Linked DNA regions of Columba livia: region 2 is linked to region 1. The links are chromatin contacts, called in public Hi-C maps. All regions are on one chromosome and are shown on one strand. Each heading gives the region's core, a stretch centred on a gene start, on an enhancer-like site or on the middle of the called end of the contact. The rest is flanking DNA. Distances are from core to core; before and after follow the strand shown.

What was found. A called contact is a pair of places that touch in the nucleus more often than the background predicts.
Region 2: a Hi-C map of crop shows a contact between it and region 1, with 5 times the contacts expected there. The contact joins the promoter of CLBA1 here to the enhancer-like site in region 1. A contact is called at or near these places in 2 of 2 Hi-C or Micro-C datasets (crop and liver).

What each region holds. Positions count from the first base shown.
Region 1 is chr5:9,332,779-9,337,947 of bColLiv1.pat.W.v2, forward strand. No RefSeq gene overlaps it. Among named protein-coding and RNA genes, the nearest start is that of CDCA4, 4.2 kb to the right of the region's middle. Within about 2 kb of position 3,038, at least 2 of the 3 cell types and tissues checked have an H3K27ac peak away from gene starts, as active enhancers do.
Region 2 is chr5:9,382,777-9,387,945 of bColLiv1.pat.W.v2, forward strand. CLBA1 (clathrin binding box of aftiphilin containing 1) reads right to left here and starts at 1,972. Exons shown (of 7, transcript XM_065063299.1): 1 at 1,888-1,972; 2 at 691-759; 3 at 82-572. The coding sequence starts at 724.

The DNA of each region.
Region 1 (5,169 bases), core at 1,788-4,287:
GCCTTCCAAAAGGCTGGTTTCAAGAGCAGAACACTGTAATATCAAAAGATGCGGAACAGCAAAGGTGTAAGCCTCAAATCTGGCCTAAAAGATCTAAAAGCCGCACTCTAATGTATGTTCAAGGATATATGAAAAAGGAATTATTCATTAACTTCTTCAGCTTGCAACCGCTTCAGGCTATTTTACTCTTACAGTATCTGCAGTTTTCAAAGGAAGGTAGAACTGGTGGAGGAGAAGAGACCTTCATATGCACAGCACAAATACATCAGAAACAGACTGACTCCCAAGATTAAAATATGGTACTTTGTTTGCTGCAAAGAAAGGAATACCTTGTGTAGTGACAGGCTGCACATGTTTTTTGAGCTTGCGGGTGCTATTTAATAGTAGATGCTTAGTTGCTATAGCAACTGTCATACCCTGTGGTATTTATGCTTAGATATGGAACACGTATTTTAAGGAGCACCAGACGACATGGCATTCAAGTGTCCAAAACGTACGTTTAAAAGAAAATCCCTGTTATGAAGGAAGTAGATGTGTTCCTCTGGTTATTAGAAAACTTTTATAACACAACACTTCTGCAACAACAAAACAATCTTGTCCCTCACAACCAGAACTATCATGATGATCCAGAAGAGGGCTTAGAAGCCTTAAAATAAAACCGCAAAAACATTCAGCACTTTAAAATCTTTGCTGTTACTGCATAATCTGGAGACTTTTGCTTTTGGTACAGTGCATAGCGCTTTACCACCAGAGGTTTCTGTTGCAGTTTTTATCTCGTCAGGTACCATTTGAAAGTCTTAACTTCATATCATTTGGGCTTTGTTCCTACCACAGATGGTCATCACCAACACAAAGCCACACACCGGCTTCTGGTCCCTGCCTGCCAGTGTGCAATTCACATTATCTGTGGTTTCATGGCTGGAATCCCTCAAGCATGTTTTGTAGCCCCTTTGGCTTTTTTAGTTTTGCATATCGCCCACCACAGAGAATATTCCTCTGAACTGGCTGGCAACTGTAAATCTTGCCAAAACCACTTCTTTTATTTTTATTTGGTCACATTCTGGTGGTTGAGGAGCTGTGCTGTTTTGACTGAGATGGAGTTCATTTTCTTCATACAGTTAGAAACTTTTCACTTTTCACAGCTAGCAGTGTCTTTTGTTTCGAGTTATCTTTAAGAATAATGAAATAACATTGCTCTTCCCTAGGACAGAGTTAACGTTTTTTCTTTCAGTATCTAGCTGTGTTTTTGAGCTGGTATGAAGAGAATGTAAGAACTCACTGCTATCTTGGCTGTTGTCAGAGAAACGAAGGACTTTCCAGCTATCCAGCTGCAGGTGCAAGATAGCCTCTGGGAGGGAACAGAACAAGACAGCACCTTAGACTGACATCCAGACTGATCAATGAAATATTTCCTACCATTAGCATCATGCTCTGTACATAATTTGAGATGGCTTTTCAGCCAGTTAGTTCCATTTGGTTTTTTCTGCTCATTAGTTAAGGCCAGAAGTTTCAGTCCATTAGGGTCACGGCTTTTTGCTGTTCTGCCATTTCGCCATTTCGCAGTTGGCCTTTGGGCTTCTCTGGCTTGTGTCTCTTTGCTCCCTTGGGGAGATCAGATGTTTGGAAGAGTTTGCAGACTAGTACAAGCCTAACAGCTTTCCTGTGTCCTGCTTCCACTGTATCTGCAGTTGAAACATATTAATACCTCTTCTTACCAATTTATTGTTGGCTCCATAAAGTCACCAGCTGATCTGGATAAACACACTGGTGCTGGTTTTAGTACACAAGGTTTCTTGGTCTGAACAGGTTCTTTTTAGCTCATTCTTTGCTTGTTTCTTAGCTCATGTCATCCCTAATCCCCCTGGCCTCCCAACAGATAGATCAGATACCTACAGCCGTAAAACGCAAGGCCTGAGGCTGGTGGCCTGAGGCAGACGGACTTGTGCCTAGGAACAGATGTGCATTGCCACTGTTGTCCTGACAGCCACATGCCCCCTGTCACCTGTCTGCTACTGCTCTGCGGATTTTTGCCAGCACAAATGCCCAGCTGAGCCAACACAGCCAGCCAACTGTTACCATATTCAGACATGTATTAGCTGGTGCAGAGATCAGTTGGTGTGATGAGTGCTCTGACTATGCTGTTCTCATTTTGTAAGCCGCTAACATTTGACGCCAGCATCATTATCATCTAACATCAAGCTACAGTTAGCCCACAAATACTCATTTACTATGAATGCTTTGGTTTGTTTTACCAGCACCAGGTGCCCCTTGTTCTTTGTCCAGCCCCCTCCAACAACCAAACAGCCTTTCTGGGCTCAGAGAAGCAAAGGAGAAGCTTACCTTTACTGAAGGCTGAGCAGAATTTTCAGCCACCTTTGGTGGTCCACACATTAACACGCTATAAGGATACAAAAACACTTACTCCTAAATTCAGTGCACTGTGACTGCAGACTGCCCGCAACGCAACTGTATCCTGTACCTGGCTTACAGGGGCCCAGCCAAGCTTCTGCAACCGGCTTACTTCTTAGGGAACAGCCACATTTAATGACCCTCCTTAGCCTTTCTTCCATCTGCTCCTGGATTTTTCAGGCTAGCTCTGCTGCAGGAATGTGTTTGTCTGCAGAAGCACTGAAGACTGTTTAATAACGTTGCTTATCTCAGAGGTAATCAGAATTTGCCAGGTTGGGCTTAAAGGAAACAGGTACATTATGAGTGGGCCTCCTGCCCTACACTGGAGCCAAATTAAAAAGACAAACATATCTTAAATGCTTTAATCAAACAGTAATTATGAGGGAAACAATACAGACTCAGAGCAAGTCCACATTGCCTTTACCAGGCAGAGGCAAGCAAGCTCTGCTCCCATCTGAATCATCAGGAACACAGCCAAAACTCTTCCAAACCTCAGGCAGTCCTGCTGGTACAGCACAGAGCTTGAGCTAACACACCTTGTCTCTCACTAAGCCTGGCTTGGCCAGAGCACAGCTCTGCCCTGACGACTGCTTACAGCTGCCAGCTCAGGGCTGAGTCATGTCTGGTTGGCTCCAAGCACCAGCAGCGCCAGCACACGTTCTCCTGCCTCTGCACGGGTGCACGCTGAGCTATTCGCCCAGCTACATAAACCCCAGGGCCCTCAAACAGAACACACTGCAGGAGCACAGAGTGGAAAATGCCTCATTGTCCACTCAGTATTGTTATTGAGACAGGACTCCCATCCTATCTTGCTGAAACTGTTTGTTTCAAAGCTTAAGCAACCTCCTGACTAATTTTCCTAGCCTCTTTATCTGAGGCCTTGTAAGCCACCGGTTGTGAAACACTGCGCTAAGCCTCATACAAACATCAAGTGAGAGACGGTGCCTGTCAGAGCCCAAGAAACACTCCCTCCAAGAGACTGTGCCACAGGCTGGAAATAATACCAGTGCAGGGATCCAGTGGAAAGTGAGGAACTTCACTCTGCATGTATTTCTGTGTCTTATTCATCTACATAAGGGTTATCTGCCTTAGCCCTTTAAAACTATTAAAACCCAGTATTATTACTATCATTGGTAATGTGGAAATGTCATAGACTGAGATTCTTTGTGCAGCTTGAAACTGTAGAAATAAAGTGGAAATTCCATCTTTTTTTCTTTTTTTATTAAAAAATAATTTAAAAGTGCAGTTTCAGCCCTGCTCCCAGCCATTGAGTTCCTATTAATTTCTGCGGTTTTACAAGCGCCATCCAACTCTAAACCAGCTTTCCCGTCACCGCTGATGTGTGAAAAGTCTGGCCAGCTCAGCAGGGGCTGAGCAGCTCTAAGAAAGGAGCAGCAAAGGCATCAGGCACAGCCCAGCACAGCCTTACTCCAGAAGGGAAGGAAGGGGGCTGGGAGGGACAGGGGGAGGGAAGGAACAGTGGCTGATTTCCAAGGAGCATGGCAGGCAGGTCACACCACCCAGTACCAGCCACCGCTGGAGGAAGAAGCCGTGACTCCCGGGAGAGCCGGCTCTGTGCCGGAGCAGGCTGGCTGCGGGATGGGAAGAGCCGGAGCTGCCAGCGCGGCTCTGCAGCCGCTGCCGGAGCCCCTGTGCTCAGCAGCTCTCACAGATGCAAGCCAGGCCTGTCCATCACCCACACTGAGAACAAACCAACCCCTGCCCAGCTCAGGGAAGGGGCTCAGGGTGGCAGCTCCACTTGGCTCCAGCCCAAAGAAGCCCTGTGACGTGCCAAGGATGGATCCGCACCTCGACCTGCTCGGAGAGTTGAGGTGATGCCGGCTCTTCTTAACCAGCCCTGTACCTCCTATTTTCACGCAAAAAGTGCATCGCATTCACCCCTCTCTGGTGATCACGCTTTCATAAAAGCTGCCAGTGCTTTTAAATCCCCTCAGGGCTGCCGCTCGTTCTGGATTCTGCCGGGTGCCACTGGTGACCTATCTTCCCAGGAGAAATCTGCTGAGCTGGTTGCATCATTTTCTTCCCGGTCACCCACAGTCATTTCATCAGCAAGCAGGTTGCTCCGCAGTGTCTCACAAGGTGCAATGCCTCTCAGTTGTCTAGAAGCTTTAGGACATATTCTGAATCACCTTTCGATTTAAGTGTCCTGTCATTTCTAACCAGCAATTCTCCCCCCCTTTTTTTATTTTTATGAAGATACTTTCTTCATTTCAGCTTCCCCTATCAGATTGCTTTGCAGACATTTCTTTCCAGTTCTGCTCCAAGCTTTGCCCCTAGAACTTCAACTTCTGCTTTTGCTTGCAGATTATCTTAGCTGTATAAGTTTCATGGGCCGAGATAGCTTTCTCAATATATAAATATCTGTTTAGGAAATTACCAGGTTTTCACTTGTTTTTAACTCTGGTGTGAAAGTTTCATTTACTGAAACCAGTAAGACAATGAAAAACTGCAGCATGTGGCTAAAATTTGATCATTTTTTATCACATTGTGTTTACAATTCAATTATATTCTTTATAATGTTCTTTCAGTCCTATCAGGGATTGCTTTCTAGAAAATTCTTTGGGCTATATTGTTTTGCATAGGTCTGTCCAGATTTCTTCATTTTGACTTCTCAAGTTTTGTTTCTCACATGTGTGATGTGAGAGTTGTTTCCTCCTGAGAATAATGAAATCTTGTCATACTTTGACGAGACATAGTTTCTCAGCTTTTCAAAGAGGACAGAGTGCTGAGAACCTTTCA
Region 2 (5,169 bases), core at 722-3,221, 49 kb after region 1:
AAGACATTCAAATATAAATCTCGAGCTATAGGAAGCAGTAACACAAACACGTTTGGGTTTTGGTTTACTATTGACACCTACCTCCTTGTGAGAGCTCAAGGCCTCCTGTGTCCCACCATGTAGAGACGGTTCAGGATGAACGTGTCCAGCAGAAGCACTGCAACATCCACGGCTCGAGTCCCTGTCACCTCCAGAAGCTTTTGTTGGCTTCCCCAAAACGTCAAGATTGTGACCGAATCCCTCTGATTTGTCTAAGGACTCCCTGAAGCCTTCAAAATCACCCCAGGAACCACCGGGTTCTGAGGTACCGTAACTGCTCTCAGAAAAGCCCTCACTACTTCTCCCTTTGCTGTTTACTACAGGGAGGCTTAGCTGCTTTACTTCAAGATTAGTAATTTCTTCATTACTTGTCCTTTCATTCAAGTTACAGTCACTTCCATCAAGAGGCGTACTGCCTACTTCAACTGTTAGGTCTTCTAGAGACATCCAGTGAGATGTTTCTGTATTAGCAAGATTTTCTACTGGTGACAGGTTCTGCATCTTTAAGAAGAATTTATTTGTTGAAATCCGTACTGCAAAAAAAAAGGCTAAAGAAGTTCAGTTGCATTAGAAATCTGAATATTTCCAAAACAGAATCAAATTAATCATTTCACCTCAAATAATAACACTGCTAAATAAAAACAGGATGACCTTCAGTGTCTCCTCCAGTAATCAGCATGTGCATGTTATTCAGTCTCACTCTCTATGTAGGATATTAGTCTGCAAAGAAAGAATTGTAAATAAATACTTCTGTGATAAGGGCTGTGTAGGAATAAAGAAAGATAGCTGATAAGGCAGGAGAAAGAATGTTCAGGCTAAAATAAACACATTCCAGTATTATACAACTGAAAATCGCTGCAGGGAAAATTATTTAAAATTTACACATAACTATCTGCCCACATCACAAGAATGCCATTAAATCAGTGAACAATACTCAAAAAATATTTAACAAAAGTTCTTGGGTATTAATTGAGTACTGAATGCACAGGAGACAAGCCTAAATAATTATAAACAATATCCAACACATTATATATTTTCTATAACTATGTATTTCATCCTTCTCGCGTATGCTCAAACACTGCTTTTGTTGTTTGTGTGGGCTTTCCCTGTCCGAAAGATTCCTGAAGTGGTGTGATTTGCAGCAACACCAGAGCTGGCCGTTTAATCCTGTGACAAATACAGTGCTTCCAACTGTTTAAGCAATTAAGGCAGATTTAGTAAATTCAGTCTAGCGTCTGTAAATTATACGGGCAATATTGCATTTATCGCTTTAGATTAACCACATCTCGTCAAGATGCACGCTGTTTTGGGGAGCGGGTTAGGAGCTACAGTAGGAGCGACACTTCTGAAAAGACTGGCCGCTACTAGACACGTTCTGTGCTCAACAAACTGAGCCAATCTCGGGCTGTGTTCCCCAGGGTCACCTCGCAGGTGGCACAGGGCCGGCCGGTGGGCTCTGGATTGCGCCCCCGCCGCGGGGCTCCGGAGGGCCAGCGGGACACGGCGGGGCTGCTGCCGCCGAACCCTCCCCCGGGACACCCTCCCCCAGGCGGGCAGTACAGGGGAAACCCCGGCGGGTGCGAGCCCGTCCCCGACCCGCAGCCGCCGGCGCTTCAGCCGGGGAAGCGGCTCCTCCACCCGCCCTTCCCACCGCCGAGCCCCGCGGTGACCGGGCACCGGCACCTGCCCGCCCCCGGGGAGGAGGAGGCGGGGGGGACACGGCGAACCGCCCAGCTCCACAGCCCCGAGGAGCGGGGAACCGCCGCCGTGCCCCATCTCCCCCTGCTGCGGGGGGACCGAGCGGCGCCGGCCGCTGTGGCAGCTCAGACCCGTACGGAGCAGCCTTACCGCCCGTCCTGCGCCCCGGCCAGCGCCCCGGGCCCGGCCGCGCCGGCAGGTCGGCAGGGGCGGGGCCGCGGGGCGTTACCGGCCGGGGCGGGGCCGCGGGGGCGCCCGCTGTGCGGGACGGGTTGGCGGGGAGGGGGGCAGAGCGGAGCCCCGGAGCCGCTCAGCCGGGGCGCTGCTCCCGCGGCGGGAGGGGGAGGATCTGCACCGCCCGGGCCTGCCCGATCCCCCGGCGCTGCCCAGGGGAGCAGCCAGGGGCGGGGGAGCCTCAGCCCTTAGAAGCACAGAATCATGGAATCATGGCAGTTGGAAGAGTCCAACTATAACGTAACTCTAAACCATGTCCCAAAGAACCTCGTCTCTACGTCATTTAAACACCTCCAGGGATGGTGGCTCCACCACTTCCCTGGGCAGCCTGTTCCAATCCCTGACAACCCTTTCCATGAAAATTTTTTCCTAATATCCAGTCTAAACCTTCTCCAGCACAACCTGAGGCCATTTTCACTTGTCCTGTCACTTGCTACTTGGGAAAAGAGACCAACCCCCGCCATGCTACAACCTCCTTTCAGGTAGTTATAGACAGTGATAAGGTCTCCCCTCAGCCTCCTTTTCTCCATGCTAAACAGCCCCAGTTCCCCCAGCCGCTCCCCATCAGACTTGTTTTCCAGACCATTCACCAGCTTCATCACCCTCCTCTACACTCTCTCCAGCACCTCAATGTCTTTCCTGTAGTGAGGGGTGCAAAGCTGAACACAGGATTCAAGGTGTGGCCTCACCAGCGTCGAGTACAGTGGGATGATCCCCAAGCCAGGCGGTGTCCCGGAGGATCCCCGTTCTCTCCTGTTTCTCTGACAAATACTTCCCCAGTTCTCCAACCTTGCCCCTGCACCTCTGTCATTACAATTGGCTTCACCTTCATCTCCCTTGGGCTGAAACCACTCCACTGTTTTACATCCAAAAGCCAACTCCTGCTCTCCAGAAAGAGATTGATTTTAAAATAATTATGTGAAAAAGAAAAGTATTCCCATTTTTCCAGCTTCTTTCTGTGAGCCGGCAGGCTAAGGACTCAGAGTTTGATGGTGGTGGTTTGTGTTTGGTTTGAGTATAACTAAAATCCTCACATCATGACAAGTTTCCAGGACATGGACTTAAAAAGAGTAACAATCAATCCACCCAGTAGTATAATCTCATGATAAAATGGTAGGGATGGGCCAGCAACAGTCTCTCAGGATCTCCTCTTCCTCTCCCCTTCTTTTTGCCCCACGAGGAAGCTGAGGCTGGGACTGGATCCTCCCATTGTAGGAGGTAAAGGCAGAAGCTGTGGGTCCGTCTGTCCTCTGTGACAGGTCACCCTGCAGCCTGAGGTGACCATGTCTTCTTGCCCACCTCCTGAGGAGCAGCGCTGTCTGGAGGTGGCGTGGCTGAGTCCAGCTGCTCCCACAGCTGGGTGACAGAGGGAAGGACACAAATTCCTCAGTCTTCCCCTCCTCAGGTCTGGGTTTCACACCTGGGCAGTCCCAAGCAACAGGGGACAGTTGTAAAAGCACAGAAAAGGGTTTTTCTGGAGCAAATCCCAAGGTAAAAAGCATTTTCTAGGCATTACAGTACACGTTTTCCAGCCTAGGCACAGATACGTGCACTCCCACACATCTAACTCTCATTCCAGGCTCTAGTGCTTTATCTGAGGGTGAGAGGCTGAATTTGGGAGCAATGCCCAGACGCAGAGCCAAAGAAACTTTATCAGCAGGTCTCTGAAAGATTTTCTAAATTTGTTTTCTTTCTGCTTTGGAGCAGTTCCTTGCCCTCCATGGCCATCCCATGGCAGGCTGCAGCTGAGGATATCCGACCAGCCCGGTGAGACTGTGACCAAAGCCCGGAGTGTCTGACACTTGTTGCGGTAGCATCACCATCCCACGTTGCAGTAAGTTTATGTGGTGGGGACCTTTGGGCTTGCAACTCTTTTCGGTTTTGAAGGCAGCTCAATATTTTTTTGGCTACCGAGATTGTTTTACATGGCTTTATGTTTTCACCTGTGTCTTCCCAAAGGAAAAAACTACAAACAGACCACACAGAGACTGAGATGCTCCTGTTTGTACCACGCTTTGCATCCAGAGGGGAAGGGGTGTGTGGGTTTTCCAAATCTGCCTCTGCCCTGCAAAATCCAAGGTGTGTTTGCAGCAGTGGAGTGATGGGAGAGCTGGTGAGCATCGGAAGCTGCCGCAGACCTTAGAAACCTCGGCGTAGGAACAGAAGAAACTGTGGTGCCTTCTTCCCTGAGTAACATCAGTAACTTTATTAAGGACTTGCCACATTACGATGTTTATTTCTCTCTCCAGCACACCTTATAACCCACCTTGGGAAAACCAGTCGCTAACCCTGAGTCCCTGCAGAGGAAGCGATCGGCTGCAGCATCAGCTGGATGTACCTACTGCTGCCTTTCCTCTCAGGCAAACACAGCTGAAAACCCACAGAGTCACCCAAAGAACAACCTGCACTGCTGTGTTTTGGGCAGGATTTCTGATCAAGAGGAGTCAGCTGCCCTGCAAAGTGGGTTTCACCTGCCCTCGTCTGAATTCACTTCTCTTGGCTCAGCCCAGCTGCTGATGAGATCCTTAATTTGTCTTTTAAATGACACTCTCTCATAGACTGACTGGTGTAAGTTAAAAGCATTATCACAGCTGGGTTAATAATTTTCCATTCTGAAGTACAGGGTATTTTAAAAAGATGCACCCAGTTTCAAAGCGAAGTGGTTTCAAATTGGGTACAAAATTCATATTATCTGTTTGGAGGCTAAGTCTTAGGATTTTGTCTGACATATACCAGGCCTTGGGTTTTACTGCATTAAATCAATATTTTCTTTTTGAACTATCACTTTCATTTTTAAAAATGAACCCAGTCTTTATTTAAAAGGTGAATATGCCAAAAGCTTTGAATGTGGAATATAAGCTTAGATTTAGACACTTAAATGTGTGCAGCTACTAGAGCAGAACCTCACTACTCAAAAATCAACCAGTGCAAACAACTGAATTGACGAAACACCTTCAGCTGCTCTTACTGCTCCTGCCACCATTCCTACTGGAAAATTATTTGAGGTTTAATACACATACTATAGAATTATTTTTTTCATTTGCCCTTTGGAAAAATATCAATTTGCAATGAAAAACTCAACAAAATAACTGAAAAGTATTTCTTTTCAGAGCAAATTGGCACCACACTGCTGTAATATGAATTTTTATTTGTTTGTGAAAGATCTGGTCCTGAATTATTGAACTGTGTGGTTCCCCT